Linked DNA regions of Mus musculus: all the other regions are linked to region 1. A link is a contact called in public promoter capture Hi-C data. All regions are on one chromosome and are shown on one strand. The core of a region is the stretch at or near the end of the contact, and the rest is flanking DNA. Distances in the headings are between cores, read along the strand shown. Region 1 holds the start of Trappc12 (trafficking protein particle complex 12). Region 2 holds the start of Kidins220 (kinase D-interacting substrate 220). Region 3 holds the start of Grhl1 (grainyhead like transcription factor 1).

Evidence for each region. Promoter capture Hi-C pulls out the DNA fragments that hold promoters and counts their contacts.
Region 2: a promoter capture Hi-C map of pre-B cells shows a contact between it and region 1. The contact joins the promoter of Kidins220 here to the promoter of Trappc12 in region 1. A contact is called at or near these places in 1 of 39 promoter capture datasets (pre-B cells) and 1 of 484 Hi-C or Micro-C datasets (B cells).
Region 3: a promoter capture Hi-C map of pre-B cells shows a contact between it and region 1. The contact joins the promoter of Grhl1 here to the promoter of Trappc12 in region 1. A contact is called at or near these places in 2 of 39 promoter capture datasets (cranial neural crest and pre-B cells).

Annotation. Positions count from the first base shown.
Region 1 is chr12:28,748,273-28,752,072 of GRCm38.p6, reverse strand. It overlaps Trappc12 (trafficking protein particle complex 12), which reads left to right and starts at 1,673. Exons shown (of 12, transcript NM_178811.5): 1 at 1,673-1,911. It overlaps Eipr1 (EARP complex and GARP complex interacting protein 1), which reads right to left and starts at 254. Exons shown (of 9, transcript NM_201357.3): 1 at 69-254. The coding sequence starts at 110.
Region 2 is chr12:24,973,419-24,976,833 of GRCm38.p6, reverse strand. Kidins220 (kinase D-interacting substrate 220) reads right to left here and starts at 1,902. Exons shown (of 32, transcript NM_001081378.1): 1 at 1,772-1,902. It overlaps Gm36236 (a long non-coding RNA gene), which reads left to right and starts at 1,237. Exons shown (of 2, transcript XR_381341.3): 1 at 1,237-1,475; 2 at 1,721-3,415.
Region 3 is chr12:24,570,480-24,574,117 of GRCm38.p6, reverse strand. Grhl1 (grainyhead like transcription factor 1) reads right to left here and starts at 1,831. Exons shown (of 16, transcript NM_001161406.1): 1 at 1,660-1,831. The coding sequence starts at 1,679.

The sequences.
Region 1 (3,800 bases), core at 424-2,923:
ACTGAGTGTGGGCGCTCTCTGGTGAGGGCCAGGCACAGGCGGCACCTCACCGACTCCGCCATGCTCACCTGGAATTCCAGCCCGTAAATCACCGGGGCGTCGTCTTCCATGATACTCTGCCTACCCAGCTACTCACGCCTCAGAGCTCGAGTCCCCCCTCACCAGGGATCGCTCAGAACCCATTCATTCCCCGCCTGAAAAATGGACTACGAGACCCAGACCGGCTCCCTGACGGCTCACTTCCTGTTTTCTTCGTCGCGTCATCAATACGCTCCTCCCCGGTGGCCAATGGCAGCTGGGCCTTTATTCTGCGCATGCTCATTTGGCCTTTCATGAGACCCAGCAGCTACAGGAGATCCTGGGTTGGAAGGCCGGGCCCGGAGCAAAAGCAGCGGGAATGGACGTCCATCAGGGCGGCGCTCTTATCCTGCGCTGCTCCCTCAAGTTCCAAAGATCTGAGCCCTAAAGAGAACAGTTAACTTGGCATTATGGTTGGCAGAGCTTTACTCCTAAACCGTGGTCCTGAGCACCAGAGCACTGCCCAACCCACTGCCAGGACCTTCGATCCAGCCTCAGAAGCAGGCTCTTAGATGTCCATTTAAAGATAAGATGCTGCAAGCTTGAGTCAAGACTGTGGTGATGGTGTAAGTGGGCAGTGACATACAGCGAGCGGTGTGCACTTCACGTAACCACCCAGTCCTGCACAGAGACACAACTAAGCCCACGATCTAAACTGTCCAGAGCTCTCAGAGACAGAAGGCTCTAGGACCTGGCATGGAAAATACTGCAAGAATGCACCATAGGAAATGAACTGTCTTGGTTCTATGAAGTTCTGGATCTCCACACGCGTTTCTTCTGTGTTTTGACTTTGCCATTATCTCTTGACTGACCTTCATGACAGCAGTTTCTGTGATGCTACCATTAGCCCCCTTAGTAGTCATCCATTGCCCACCTTTGTCTTACCTTGACTTTCTGATAAAACCTCTGGCAACTAGCTTCCACCGATCCCAAAGCTATGAAAGTCATGAGATAGCACCTGAGACCTACCCACCTACCCACTGCTTCCGAAGTGTGCTTAAGAAGTAGGTATTTTTGGTTGTTACTGTAAAACTTCATCAAATTGTTATCATGTAGGGCAGAATCTACGGTGACCTGAATCTATGTTCCCAAGCTATAGTCACTCACAGAATAAATTCTTCTTCCCTTTGAGATGAGAGCTGTGTTTTTACGTTGTCATAGAAATGTGACACAGAAAATCAAGAAAGCAAGGTTCTTGACTTGAGGACGATTCTCAACCAACCATGAGTTCAGCAAGCAAGGCTGACTCTTGACTCCTTAATTCCTCCCCGCAACTTTACGGATGTTAGCACACACTGCCACAGACACAAGGGGGGAAACGTGGAGAATCAACTAGCACAAAGATAAAATCCTAGGAAAAAACATCCTTGGTTGGTGACAGGCCCAAGGACAGACGATTTTCTTCAATCTCCAGGACCATCCTTGTCCCCTACCCAGTTTGGCCTTAGGCCCCGCCCACAGCTCTTGAGCCGGATATGCGCCCGGCTTCCAGTGGAGAGCTTAGCGGCTCCCAAACTGAGCATGTGCGGAAGTCGGGTCTCCGCGGCCAGCACACGCAGACGCACAAACGCGCGGGACCTTGGATCTTGAGTTTACTTCCGGTCTTCCGTCATCTCTTCGGACCCTTTTCGCCTGTGGGTGACCCGACCTCAGGGGCGGGTGGCAGGTGAGGAGCGGGTCGCAGTGAGGAGGGTCGCCGGTACCCTTGACCTTCCCACAGAGGGCGGCGTCCTCGCGTAATCAACCGCTCTCGGCCACGCAGAGTAGCCCCACGAGGGGCTGGCTCCTTCGGGCTTTAGCCAATTCTGTGTGCTCCCTGTGGTTTTGGACAAGGTACACACCCTCCTGACCTCGGTTTTATGTGTATAAAGTGCGGGTTCGTTAGCATGCTTAGAAGGTGCCCGTGTTACATCACCAGTGTTCGAGCTATGTTTTTGGTTTGCCCCAACTTTTGCTCCTGTCGACCTCGGTGTGTCATAGCCCCACAATAAATGAAGCACTGCAGTAAGCCAGAGTCGGGGTTAAGAGATAGAGGATGGGGTGCCATAGACATAACCTGACCACTGACGAATGAGTAGTGTTGTGTGGGAAAAGTGATTCCTTCCTGTAAGCATTCGGGAGATTGTGATGTGGAATATTTTAAGTTTGAGGTCAGTCTGGGCTAAATAGGGAGACACCCCAACCCCCTCAAAAGAAAGAAAGAATGAATAGAGTCTAAAAACTAAAACAAGGGTTGACAGGATGGCTCAGTGTCTGTCACCATTCCTGATAATCTGAGCTGCATCCACAGGACCCACACGATGGAAGAAGAGTTGTTCTTCCACATGATTGTCTTCTGACCATAAATAGACAAATGAATAAATACAGTAAGACGAGGTGTTGGTGCTGAGCCTGTATCATTTGAGAAGTAGAGGCAGGATGTTCAGGAGTTCAAAGTCGTCTTAGGCTATATAACAAATTTAAGGCCAGCTTAGGTTACCTACGACCTTGATTTATAAAAACAAACTCTCACACATATTAAAAAGCTAAATAAATGTTAAAAAAAAAAAAGTATCAGCCAGCCAGTGTGTGGTGAAATCGGAGTGTGTGTATGCTGTTGCAGGAAGGAACTGCAGGTCTGTGATTGCTCTTGGCAGTGGTGGTCCTTTTCTCTGAGCGCTCAGGAGGCACAGGCAGACTGATCTCTGAGTTCGAGGGTAGCCTGATCTACAGAGTGAGTTCCAGGACAGCCAGGGCTACTTGGAGAAACTCTCTCTTTAAAAACAAATAAGTGGTCGGGCAGTGTTGGTGCATGCCTTTAATCCCAGCAATTGGGAGTCAAAGGCAAGCAGTTTTCTGAGTTCAAGGCCAGCCTGATCTACAGAGAGAGTTCCAGGACAGGCTATACAGAGAAACCCTGTCGGGGGGCGGGGGGGAAGAGAGAGAGAGAGAGAGATCAAAGTGGTCCTTGATACATAGCAACAGTTAAGTTTACTGTGGCTTTGGGTACATAAGACCCAGTCTCAAAAGAAAAATTTGATGGCCATGATCTAGCACATTGATTTCTGGGCATTGAAATAGGAATTTGCTGTACCAAAGAATTGAAATTAGAGTCTCAAAGACGCACACACACAGACACACATCCTGTTCACAGAAGCACTGTGCACGATTGCTCGAGGCTAGAAGGAACCCAAGCATCCATTTGACAAGTAAATGGATGCGCTAACTGGCGCACGCCTGCAGTGCTGTGTTGTTACTCACCTGTCCAAGGGAAGGAAAGCCCATTGGTGCTGCGGCATGGGTGTCCTGCCGTGAGGAATGGACTGTGGTGGCTGTGCGTTCCAGTTCAGAGGACTTGGCGCTCAGGAAGCAAAGAGGGCAAATAGCACAGAGCAGGCTGGGGCAGCCGGTAGACAGCAACACCTCATGCAGTCAGGGCTTACAATAGCCAACAGAGAAGACTACCGTAGCCTGACAGAAAGAGGGGCCAAAAGGCATCATCAGGTCAGTGCTCCCAGCATGCCTCAGAGTCTGCTGGGGAAGCGGCTTCATACTGGATTCCTGAGTGGAGGGTCTGGGCAGAGCAGAGCAGTGTCCACGGATGAGCTTCACACTGGTGCCAATGGTTACCTTCTAGCTGTTCACAAGCGCTTCTTTTCACGCTCAAGATGTGTTGCTATTGTTAGCACCCAGACAAGGCCCTTGGACGGAGGACACTATGAGATAGACATGGTTGAGCCTGA
Region 2 (3,415 bases), core at 653-3,152, 3.8 Mb after region 1:
TTCCAAACATTCAGGAATTCAGTGAAGAAAAATAAAACTGACATTCTTCAACAAAAGCTGGAAAAGGGGATGGCAGGCTCACACGGGATCATATATAGAAAAATATAATTTAGCAGTGCATGCATACACAATATAGACTTAAAAAAAAAAAAAAAGAATCAGAACTCTAGGCACAAGTTAGGGACCAAAACAGACAGCCTACAGGAAAGGAATCAGGCAATTAAAGTGGAAAAGAAATGCAAGACATTACGTTTAACCAAATAGAATTCCCAAAGTTTGAATTTTGGACAGAACAAAATATCCAGAGATAAGGAAAATAATAAACGACCATGTGACTGGGAAAGAAAAACAATGTTAGTGTTGTTGTCATGAACACCAGAGAAAGAGCACCCATGCGTGCAGGGATGGAAGGGAAAGAAAAGAGGAGAGGTGGGAGGAAATGGGAAAGTCTAGGAAAGAAGGCAGCAGGCATTTCGTTACATATGTGTGCCCCTTCCAACCAGCCACCTTAGAATTGATTGGGGCTGTGGGGATACCCTTAAAGAGCTGATAACTAGAGAATGATGTAGTGGCACAGGGGCCTGGGAGGCAGAAGCAGGCTGATCTCTATCAGTTCCAAGCAGACCAGGGCTACATATTAAGAAGACCAGGGAGGGAGAGGAAAAAAAGGAGAAGAGGGGGATGAAGGAGGAGGAGAAAAAGGAGGGAGGGAGGGAGGGAGGGAGGGAGGGAAGGAGGGAAGGTAGAAAAAAATGAAAAAGAGAAAAGAATTTATGGAAACGAGATGCCAAAGATAAATCTGGAAACCATTCTCAGAGTGTTTAAAAGGATTCTCAAACTGGTGTGCAATTATTTGTCTCCTGACCCAAATAGTCCCATTTTTGCAGGCCTGTGGTGAAGCTCAGAAACAAATTTTTAACAAGGACCCCCAAGTCGGTCTGATCAAGTTGACTGACTGTCGTTGTAAAGCTTGAGAACAAAGAACGCACCTTGCCACAGCATTTCCAGTCTTGGCTCTGAACCAGACACCCAACTGCCCTTAAAAATAGATTATGTGTCTTTTCCTTTTACTGTAGACGCTTTGTTTTTTCGTAGCGTCAAAAAGAGAGCGGGGGACTAACCCATCAGAATCACCTCCAAGAGGTTTTTCCTCAGCCACACCCCACACCAAGAAATGGGAAGCTCTGAAAAGCAAAACCGGTGCATTTTTAGCAAGCACCTCTAGGGGGCAGAGAGCTCCACAAACAGTTATTAATGAGAAAATGGTCTAAAATGGTTTAAACGTGAAGACAACCTAGGGAAAAAAAATGTATACAAATCCCCACAAAGCAAACATGGACGCGTTCTATTCGGGGGCTTGCGGGCATCTTGCAAGGCGTTTAAAAGCCTGCACAGGACAATGGGGGCAGTGGGTTCGGCAATTTAGCACAGAAGAAAACAACTTCTCCTCCCTGGAAAGCAAAGCAACCAAGAAGGTAAGGCTCAGGGGCACCGGCTGCGGGACTCACTAAGTGATGGGTGTGACAACAAGGAAAGCGGCCTGGGCCTGGAGTCAGTGCCCACGGGAGAACGCCGCACCGGAGCGCCTGCCTTCCGCGCTTGGCTGCACCGACCTCGCCCGACGCCCGGACGCCCCGCACCCAGCCTCCGATCCCGGCCCCCTCCCCCTCTCCGGTGCCACCGACAGACTCGTCTCCCTTTCCCCTCCCCCCTCCCCCAGCCTCGGACACTGTCGCTCTGCCTCACCCGACCTCTCCGCCTCCGCACTGACCGTGTCACGGCCTGGCCGAAGACGGCGCCCTCAGCTCTGCAGAACAGCGCCGCAGACCTTGTCAGAGGACAAGACGCCAAGAGCACACAGCTATGCCCGCACCACGCCCGGCGGCCATCTTCCTAGGAGTCAGGAACTGACAGGTCACGTGGTCGTGTGGTGGGCGGTGCTCCTTGTGGCCACGCCTCCTGGAGGGGGCAGTGTGGGAGGAGTTGCAGGTGCTGAAGTGGCTTGGACGCCCTTCCCTCTATTTTAAAGGAATGGAAACATTGCTTCTTTGCCTGGTTTGGCTTCAGATGGTTTGGGTTGGGTTAGGTTGGGTTGGGTTGGGTTGGTTTTGATACAGAGTCAAAGTCGCCCAAGCAGGCTTCAAACTTGCTATGTAGCCAAGAATGACCTTTACGCTCCCGATCCTCCTGCCTCCACCTCCCAGCTGACCCAGCTAAATTAGTGTATTTTTCACAGGTGCCCCAGGCAATATTTTTCCCTGTCATTCGCGCTTTTGAAAGTTAATTTATAACCCGTACCTGGCATTATAAGCAATAATTCAGAGAAATAAACAACAATTACAACTTTGGAAGCCATTGCCCACTTTGCAAATGAAAGTCGCTTAGTTCCTCCTTCCAGGGTCCAGAAGTCCGAAATCTGCCTTCTCCATCATCGGAAGAATGCACTGCCTCCGCAGACGTCCATACTGCCTCCTTCCAGCTGAGGACCCCCCGCCCCAACCCCCCAAGGCCCTTCCAGACTTTGCTCTTCCCACCTCTGCAGAAGTATCACCAAATGCTATTAACTGATCCCTGACCACCATCAGCAACCCCATCCTGGCAATATTCCCTTCAAAGGGCCTCCTGACACCCATTTCCTAGTCTTCTTCCAGGCATGGTACTCCTTCCCAGGTTCCACCTACCTTAATTAATTCAGAGTTCCAGAGTTCTGCCCACGGTCAGTCTCATCCCCAATATGGCCGATATTATAGGCTCCCTCCTGATCCATCTCCGGAAGTGAGTGGGACCCCCACAGGAAGTGGAAAGTTATCTCACATATCACCCCATACTGTCTAAGCAGTTCCTGTGTTAATCACTCAGATCTATTTTAAACCTTTTACTCCCCCATGGGCTGCCGACTCTCTCAACTCCTCTCCCTACCCAGAACTCTTCTTATCTGTCAGGACACTAAGCACTTCTCAGTTAAACTCTTCAGTACTGCCCCCCCCATCCGTGGAGCCCGTTCCCCACAGCACCTGGGAGTGAGGCTCTTGGAAGGCGTGCCCTCACAGACCTTGCCCTGTTCTGCCTGCCTTCCCCTTCAAACCCTGCCAGGGCAAACTGGCCAGTATTTTCTGCTAATAGACACACTGGGCTTCGTGGTACACACCTTTGCCCTCAGCACTCAGAAGCAGAGGCAGGGGGAATCTCTGTGAGTTAGAGGCTGGCTGCATAGTGAAACCCTGTCTCAAGAGGAGGAGGAAGAAGAAGAAGATGAAGAAGAGGAAGGAAGGAGAGAAGGGAGGGAAGGGGAGGGAGAATGTTATCAAGGGGTGAGAGAGGTCACTGAAAAGATCTCACTGAAGAGAAATAGCTGCAGAAATGTAGTTCCTGTGCCCTTGGGGGCTACCCCCAGGGGCTCAGCTCACATTTGAGA
Region 3 (3,638 bases), core at 582-3,081, 4.2 Mb after region 1:
AGAAAGAAAAAACGGAACATTGACTTCAGCAAGACGAGGCAGTACTTTTGTGTGTGTGAGGGAACAAGAACGGAGGTGTCTGGAACTTATCTGAATTATGGCTGTCCTGGCCCAGGTCTCGTTGCAACACACGAATGAAATATGTAAATGGCCTGGAGGTGACCTACCTTTTCTAAAAGTGAGTGGAGAAAGTCTGATTATCTTCTCAAGTAATCAACAAAGGTTAGGGCTTGGCAGTCACCCAAATCCTTCAAAAACAGATATAGGTTTAGAAGAAGAAAAAAAAGGACATCTTTGAAAAGGGGAGGAAAAAAGACGAGTCTGAGGGCTTACATCTGGAAGCAGCTTATTATTTTGAAACATAAAAAGAATCAAGAAGGCTTATCTTTATAAATCTCAAGTTTTATCCGAAGAAAGCAATACACAACCTAGCATTCCCCGCAAGCAAGCCTTTGGGTCCTGAGGCCGATAGAGATGGCGGTTCCGGTTCCGTGGTGAGAGTCTCTGGTGTACTGCTGAGCTATTATTAATAGTCTAATAGCCACTTCCAGAAGACTCTGACAGCAGTTGGCTCGCTCAACAGTCGTAATGCTAGTTTTTCAAGCTTCCCTTCTCCCATCCCATCCAACATTGGTACAAGCATCAGAAAATAAATATTTTCCAAGTGGCTTTATGTCTGCAATTACCCTGAAGGCATTTTATATTTCCAAAGTATGCCTAAGGCCAAGAGGCTGGCACTGGGACTTTTGCCTAGTCAGTAAGTAGAGAAATAAACACATGAACAATTGCAGCCCACTTCTTCAAGAAGAGCAAGTTGTTGCTCCGGCCCTGAAGGTTCATGGGTGTTTTCAAATGAGCCTCAGACCTTCAAGAGTTATAGGTCAGGATTCTAAAAGGAAAGCCGAGCACTACCTGAACTTCATTTTCTACAAGACAAGATTAATCTCTTACTGATTCCACACTCAGCTAACCTTCATCAGAAAACAAGCATGAGAAAAATCCACCCTTAACAAGTTAACTATGAAACCAATTCTTCACTCCAGATTTACTGAGCCGAGATAAGACAGACTTGATCTTTCAGAACATCTTCATATTTATAGAAAAGTTGCGAGTAAAATCGAGAACTGCCCCCACACAAGTCCTGCCAACGTCTGATCACATCTTACATCATCACTGAACATTTCTCGCTGCTTTCTTATGTCCCAAACTCTAAAAAGCAATCCCGATTCGACAGTGGTCTCTAACTTTATCACCCTGCGTGCAGTTTCTTCCTCTTGATATTCCCAAACGGCAAAAATAGTCTTCTGTAATTACCATCGGTGATGCAAGGGCCCAAGAACACCCACAGCAGATTTCTCACACAGCAGCCGGAGTGAAGAAAACGCGCGGGCAGCGGACACTTCAACCTTCCCCTAGATCTCTCGCTCCGGCAGCTCCGCAGGTGACAGGAGGCTGCCCAGGGTCCACCCGTCCCCACCGGTCCATGAGCGCGGGGCCCGGGAGCCCGGGAGCCCTTAGACGACAGGCCGAGTGTCCCCCCCCACCCCCTAGCCTCGCCCCACCCAGCCTGTCCTCCCAGCTCCCGGAACCCGCGCCGTCGCCGCGGCAGGTGCGGTGGCCCCCGGGCCCTGGCCGGACTCGCGCCCGCGCCTCACTCACTTGTCGTACTCCTGTGTCATCGCGCTCGCTCGCCGCTGCCGGGCCGCAGAACTGGACTTTCGGGTTGGGACAGTACACCCGATCCGGGGGGAGGAGGCGGCGGCGGGCGGCGCGCGGCGGCAGGCGGTGGGTCCGGAGCGGCGGCCCCGACGGGTTGGGTTCGCTTTTCTCGCTCTGAGCCGGCTCGGCGCGGGCTGCGCGCACTGGGCGCTGGGCTCGGCCTCCCATTGGCTGGCGGAGCTCCGGCCCAAGGCGGAGCTTCTGGAACTGGGAGGAGGGAGCTCCTCCTGATTGGTGAGATGGAGCTCTGGGGAGGAGCCTGGGGGCGGACCGGAGGGCGGGGGCCACGCGGTGCTCGGCGGTGCTCAGCGGCGCTGGGGAGCTTGCGCGCGGCTGGCCCCGGTGGCGCCGGCCGGTAGTGCCGCCGGCGCCGAGAGGCTTCGGCGCACACCCGCGTGGGCGCGTTTCACCTTCCAGTTCTCTCTCGCGGTCAGTTCTCCGGCCCCAAGGCCTCTGCCTGGGAAATACCTAGGGAATTTCTTTGCAGCTGTGCAGGTTTGGAGGTTTCCTTCTGGTTCATCTCTCAGTGCCCACCATGTGACAGTCGCCAATCTGCACAGCCTCTTAATAACCCACGTTTCCCCGGCCAGCGGTCCCTGTTTATTGGGCACCTATCAAGTGTCAAAAGCATCACTCTAAGACACCTTCCCAAGCCCCAGAGGTCCCCACCAGCCTCCTGAGGGCATCTGAACTTGCTTGGCTCTTCATCTGCCCAGCGCTATATTTGGACTTTAGCATCCTCAACCCCTACCTACTACCTGTGTGGTCTTTCTGTTTGGCCAGCTCCAGATTGGCTTCCACTTTTTCCTCCCATATCCTAACCCCTTTTTAAACCATTTTCCTATGGGTCGGTTTCTTTAACCTCAGCCTCAGGCCTACAACAGTAGAGACAGGGACCTAGACAGAGAGGACAAGGCAGAGACAGAGCAGGCAAATTTTCCTGCCTCCTAGAGCGTCCTACTTTGAGAGTCACGGTGACTCCTTTGGTGTGCGGAGAGAGATGGCACTCTTTGCAGGTGGATGGGGAAAGTAGAGTGGAGCTCTCTGGGTTTAAAGATGTAGATGGCGAGGGGGTGGGCATAAGGGTGAAGGCACAGCTATAGACCGTGATAGAGGAGACACGAGTGTGTCCACTGAGGAGCTAGGAAAGCAGTGTGGCCAGAGAGTAACTGGGCACTGGTGCAAACTGTAGAGCCCCGCGGGTTTCTGTAAGGCCTTAAGTGAGGAAGCTTTGAAGGACTTGCGGTAGGGCATAGACAGACTTCACTCGTGTTTTCAAATAATCTGGTCACTGAATGGTAGGGAATCAGCAGGAGGCAATTTCAAAAGAGACAAGCAAAAGATAAATAGTAGCCAGAAGCATGACCCGGGGTGATGGGACACTGAGAAGGGTTTGAATTCTAGATGCCTCTGTGTTCAAACGAACAGGATTCTCTGAGACCCAAAGGGCAGGTTAGAGAGCACCTCTGACAGATGGTGTGCAGACAATCCCAGGACTCAGGAGTTGAGGCAGGAGGCTCTCCAGTTCCAGGCCAGGCCCAAAGTGAAACTTTGACAACAGCAACCAAAGTCATTCTTGTTCAGAACGACCAGAGGTTTCAGCTGAGCAGCTGGATAGAGTGACTGCTGCCTCTGAGATGGCGAGGGACAGCAGACATAGCAGTTTATAAGTGGGCAAGGGTCCTGTTTAGGATGTGCTAAGTTTAAAATTCATTTTCCTTCTGAGTACATGAGTCACGCAGATGGATACTAGACTGGAGTTCCAGTGGGAGATCTGGACCAAAAATTGACCTCTGGGCAAGATCATCCTGAGGGAAGAATTCAAAGCCTTGAAATGGCTGAAGCCCTAAGGCAGGGAGGAGCCCCTGGGTCCTGGAGCCTCCAACATCAAAGGCTCAGAGGGAGAAGAGCCAGGAGAG